Regions from separate parts of the Arachis hypogaea genome. Here region 2 is linked to region 1. Evidence: chromatin contacts called from public Hi-C data. All regions are on one chromosome and are shown on one strand. Each heading gives the region's core, a stretch centred on a gene start, on an enhancer-like site or on the middle of the called end of the contact. The rest is flanking DNA. Distances are from core to core; before and after follow the strand shown. Region 1 holds the start of LOC112726938 (lysine-specific demethylase JMJ31). Region 2 has its middle 17 kb from the start of LOC112731452.

Region 1 (2,816 bases), core at 85-2,584:
GCCAACTTTCACTTAGCTTAATACATAAAGCTTAGTTAGAATGAAACCACTTGGTATTGTTTTAGAATGTTGATATATGATTGAAGGACTTAGTCATAAGGTTTGTGCGTAATATTATTATTATAGCTTAAACTAATAATAAATATATCTATCAAGTGACGGTTCAATAATGCATAAAGAAACCGTTAATTATGATCAGCTTAACATTGATCACCTAAAGAATAAACATTATTATATGCTTCGTAAGCAACACGAACAGACACGTGAAAGAATACAAATTATTGTTAATTGTATGTTCCAAATGGTGAAGTTTGGAACAGTCAAACAATTAAGTTATTTGATGTATTCTGAGGATAATGAAGCTTACTTGTAACAAAAGAAATGGATCAGATATATACATCCACGTCATAAGCGTCTAGGCCATGTTGGCGAAAATAATTTTCTTAAACGATAAAATTGATAAAAAAATATAGAGTTTACTTTTGATGCACTAATAGTATAAAGTGTTTTATATAGTCGTACAATTATATCCGTTTTTTTAGATGACTATTCACACGATAAATGTAAAAAATAGTTATTTTTACTAATATGACATTATGTAATTAGATGTACATGTAAATTTTATACTGACAGTGGATCAAAATTAAATAATAAAAATCTAATTGTTACTAAATAATTTATATGTTTTATATTATGTGTAACTTCTACTATCTAAAATTAGAGGTAAATTAGAGTCTTGCTATATCAATTTTCAAAAACATGCATGACATATTGTTCTACATAAGAGATACAGGCATATATATTGTTCAACATAAGAGGCACGAATGTATTAAAAAAAAATTGTTATATGCACAGTAAAAATTAGTCATCAAATTAATCGCTATATATTTATGTATAAATATATCTGATATTTAATTTATTTTTAATATATATATATTATAGTAATTGATTTTTGGTACAAATATAATATAGTTGTCCTAAAAAATACCTTTTTTTTCACTCAAATTAGCATTGTTAATTTGTTACTATATAATATATTGGGTTGGTGTGTGGTTAGCTCTTATGTATGCAATAATCTATTTGGCAAGTAAAAAATTCTTAAATTGGGTTTTGATTTCTAATAGATTAGTTCTGGCCTGTTGAGTAAGGAATACCGTGAGGCGTGACCCATGTGAAACTAAAATATATTGGGATAAAGGTCACCTTTTTTTTTTCGCTTGGGTGGATAAAGGTCACCTATTGTTTTTTATTTTTGGTACATATTGGGCCAGTTTTGTAATAGACGGAGTTTTAGGTTGGGCTATTAAAGCCCAATTAGGCCCAAAATCTTTGCACACCAGCTTCAGACACTGCACACACAGAGAGTTCAGTTCAGTGCTACAATCGAAGTTGTGTGTTGAATACAGCAACGCATTAGGGATGGATGAATCCATTAGAATCCAAAGATACGAAGAGCTTCCAACCTCTAAACACTTCCAATCCTTCATTGAATCCACTAATCTTCCCGCTGTAAACATTAACCTTCTCTCTCTCCCCTACTATTATTTATTTGAATTTTAATTCATTTTTAATTAAAAAAAAAACTGAAAAAATAGGTGTTCGTTGGATGCACTAAGAGCTGGAGAGCTTTCTCTCAATGGAACCCATCCAACGGTGGTCTCAACTACTTGCAGGTTCACAACCATTCATTTATTTGAAGTTTCTATTTTATTTTATTTTGTTTTTTAAAATTCTGTGTTATGTTGAATATGAAAATAACTGAATGTGTTTAGTTTCTGGTATATGCTTGTTGAAAATGAAACCTAGGCGCGGGTAGGTTCTGCTACGGTGGAAGCTATGGTGTCACAATCTGCACCCGTCTTTTATGGTGATCTTGGAAGCCATGACCGGGTAATTTCCCACTTAATCTTGTTTTAATTTTATGGAGCGAAATTTATTTAATTCTATATGGATATGGATGTGGCTATGTAAAGTTTGAGTTTGAATTATATTTTTCAGTCTCTGTTTGGTTCAAGTGATTCAGTACTGTTAATTTTGATGTTTGACAGTTTGAGTTGTGAATGATGATTCTATTCTTATAGGGTGTTAGCTTGACTCAAACTAGATCATTCTCATTTTAGTAGATTTTAATTATTGGTGGTTGAGACTGAAAAACAAACTTTTATTTCACTTTCCCTTTTCGATTCCGTTGCTGGCAGGTTCCTCTACCGTTTTCTACCTTCATTGGTTTATGTAAGAAACGAATGCTGACGAAATGCAAGGACAAAGAAGAAGCTCTTGATCCTTGCCTTGACATGGAAAATCATGACGCAGAGTGTGGTGATTTATCCTTGGAAGGTGTTCCTGAACAAATTTATTTGGCACAGGTTGGAAATTCAACAGCAATGAGATAATATGTAATTTTGCCGATCAGTTCAAAGTGCTAAGTTCTTTTCTTTTTATTGTTTTGGGGTGAAATGTAACTTAGGTTCCAATTATGAACAGCGATCGCGAGGAGAGGGTCCAATTGGAGGCTCTAAGGGAAGACATTCAGACTGTTAGTACATTATCCAGCTATTTTGCTATGCTGTCTATATTTCGACATATCATAGCAGGAATTTTTGGTCATAGAAATCTAATTTATAATAGTTGTTTTCTGCAGCCTCCGATTTTGGAGGGAAAAGAGCTGTCTTCTATAAATTTGTGGATGAACAATGCCCAAGCCAGATCAAGTACTCACTATGATCCACACAACAATCTTCTGTGCATAGTTTCTGGCCGAAAACAGGGTATTAAATATTTATATATCTTTCTTTTCTTGATATATAACATTACAT
Region 2 (2,816 bases), core at 190-2,689, 78 kb before region 1:
AAATGAAATTAGTTGTACTGTATGCACTTCCCTACAAGATAACAATTTTAGTAACCATGTTGACAAATCAAAAACTAATGGTAAAACAAACACTAGCAATCTCGCGAAAATCTAAATTATTCAAGAGACATACACACACGCACACATGCACACAAAGATAACTGCCATGGCTTTAAGAACAAACGGGACTCTGCTTTCTCTACCCAGCAATAATCCTTTGCCTTAAATTAAGCTAACAAAACTTCTTACAGCTTAGAATTGACAACTCAAGTCAATGGCAGAAAATAGAAAGCTAAGTTAATAAAGGATTTTGGAAATAAGCCCATAACCCTTCATACTTCCCACAAAATACCAATTACAGAAGTAAACTGTCTGAATAAAGTTTTCTAGGAAAGGTAAATCCACAATTCTCTCTCCTTTCCCTTCCATTCTTCACAAGCAAAACTCGAAGCCAATGTAATAGCCAAGCTCAAATCCTCCCACTCAAACAACAGAATACAATTTCCATTGCTTAAACTCAACCAAACAACTACTAGCACATCTGAATCATACTTATTTTCAACTCAAAATAGCTCATAATCAAATGCATTTGAATCAAACTTCACACTGAGAGAGATTTAGCCAAAAACTATATTTAACACACAAAAAATAAAATAAAATAAGAAGTGAAGTATCAATCCTCTAGCCTGACTAAAACAAAGCATTCCTTAACTAATTATTCAAAGATTTACATTAAGGAAAAGTAAAATAGTGCTAAAAGAAGAATGTTGATGCGGAACAAACCTGGAAGGAGAGAGAGGAGAGATTTGCGAAGCTGAGAAGGCATTGTGGTTAGGAGAAGACGAAGGAAGAGATGTAGGGGAAGAAGCAGAAGGAAAAGAAGCGGAAGCTGAAGCAGAAGCTGAAGAAGAAGAAACAGAGGGCGGCGATTGAGTGAAGCCAACCTTCTCTCTGAAGTCCTTAAGCAACGTCCCCCATTTCATCGTTCTCCTACCTCTCGATCCTTCAAACACATCAACAACACAGTTAATTTCAACAGATCCACAACAACAACATGAAAAAAGGAAGAAAATCTGCGATTATTACAGCTCCGAATGCGTTCAACCGTGCCGATTCAAAAAATAAAAATGGCAGGGAAGGTTCAGCGCCAACCGAGATCCGCCACCACCACCACCAGATTGCGATTCGAAATCCCTCCAGATTCGTGAAAAAATTGAAAGTTCTTCGCGGCGTTTTTTTTTTCTTTCTTTTTCTTTGTTCGTTCTTCTCTTCCCTAATTTTTTACTATCATTTTAATTTTTTCAGGTTTCTTTCTTCTTCCTCGTCGTCGTCGTTGAGGTCTTCGATCAATCTAGCTTCCTCTAATTTCTCGGAAAATGTTTCGCAGCCCTAGAAAGCGGAGGGAGAAGAGAAGAAGAGAGCTAAAAACGAAACGGTGTTTTTTTTTTTTCTTTTTTTTTTCTTCTTTTGTGAGAGGTACTGATGTTTGTTCGTTTGTTGAGAGAGAAAATAATTAAATTGGAAAAAAGAAAAAAGAAAATAGGAAGAAGAAGAAGAAGAAAAATAAAGTAAAAAAGGAAAATGGAGAATTTTTTGGAAAAAAAAATTAAAATTGTTGCTGGGACGGCCTCTTTTTTTTTTTTTTTCTTCAACCTATTTCGCTTTTGTGTTTTGCTGATGGTATTTATATGTGCGAGTTTAGTGTGTGTTTTTTTTTCTGGTACAGTTTTTCTTGTTCTCTTTTCACTCCCTTTGTCCATGTCAGCATAGGGTCCACGAATTGGAGGGATCCACGTGGAAGCCCGTGATTGAAGGGAGCAAACGTGAAAGCCTCTTCTCTCTTACTTTGTTGGCGTCTTTGGTCTGCATGAGATTTGGTCTTCAAAGATTATAATATTAAGTTTGACATTTGATTTGTGGCCTGTCCCATGTTGTTGATTTGCACTTTCCTTTTTAATTTAAGAATTTAATTTTCATATTAATATAAAATAATTTTATACCTTAGTAAAAGTAGTTATCTTTTATGTTTATCATGTAAATAGTCTTTAAAAAACAAATATAAATTAATAAATATGCAATAAGTTTTACACTATTAATATATTATATTAAATTCTTAAAATATTACTGATTAATTAATTCAGTCTTCTATTACATTCTGTCAAGAATTTATAAATCTACCATTTCAATCATTAAATACTTATATGGAATTTTTTTTTTCTTATGGAGCTATAAATTTATTATAAAGTTTTTCAAAAATATAACTGTCATATATATTACTCTTATTAATTAAGTAATATTAAAGATTATCATTTATTGGGAACTATTTTATGAGCTAGACCAATAATAATAATAATAATAATAATAATAATAATAATACAATGACATTTTTTTCTTATTTAAGGTTTATCTCATTTTCTTTATTTGTAAGTTCCTGTAGGATATATAATTATACATTTTGATATAGATTTTTTTAGGAAATTTTTTTCTATAATATCTTTTAGTTACAGACCAAAGACTGATCTATCAAAAATTTAAATTTTATTTATAAATTTATTATTGACCAATAAATTACTACATATATAAAATAGAATTTAAATTTTTAATACTTATTTAAGCGGATCATTCTACCAGCCATGGATTTGTTAATAATGCTTAGGAGAGGCATTATTTCAAAGCAGATTAAATTACATTAAATTTCTTAAAGACAGCCTTGTGAGTTATGTGACGTAGATAGGTTCCTTTTCTTTGGGGGCATTGCCATTTTACGCTGAAGGAGTTGTTGCCAAATGCAATATCTTTCCAATTTCTTTATTTAC

What was found. Hi-C and Micro-C count contacts between places; a contact is called where the count stands out from the background.
Region 2: a Hi-C map of leaf shows a contact between it and region 1, with 4 times the contacts expected there. The contact joins the enhancer-like site here to the promoter of LOC112726938 in region 1. A contact is called at or near these places in 5 of 8 Hi-C or Micro-C datasets (leaf and an unstated tissue).

Annotation. Positions count from the first base shown.
Region 1 is chr12:13,990,736-13,993,551 of arahy.Tifrunner.gnm2.J5K5, reverse strand. It overlaps LOC112726938 (lysine-specific demethylase JMJ31), which reads left to right and starts at 1,334. Exons shown (of 15, transcript XM_025776514.3): 1 at 1,334-1,509; 2 at 1,596-1,673; 3 at 1,773-1,890; 4 at 2,199-2,366; 5 at 2,468-2,536; 6 at 2,642-2,768. The coding sequence starts at 1,837.
Region 2 is chr12:14,068,389-14,071,204 of arahy.Tifrunner.gnm2.J5K5, reverse strand. It overlaps the pseudogene LOC112726939. Among protein-coding and RNA genes, the nearest start is that of LOC112731452, 17 kb to the right of the region's middle. Within about 2 kb of position 1,439, at least 1 of the 3 cell types and tissues checked has open chromatin away from gene starts, as enhancers often do.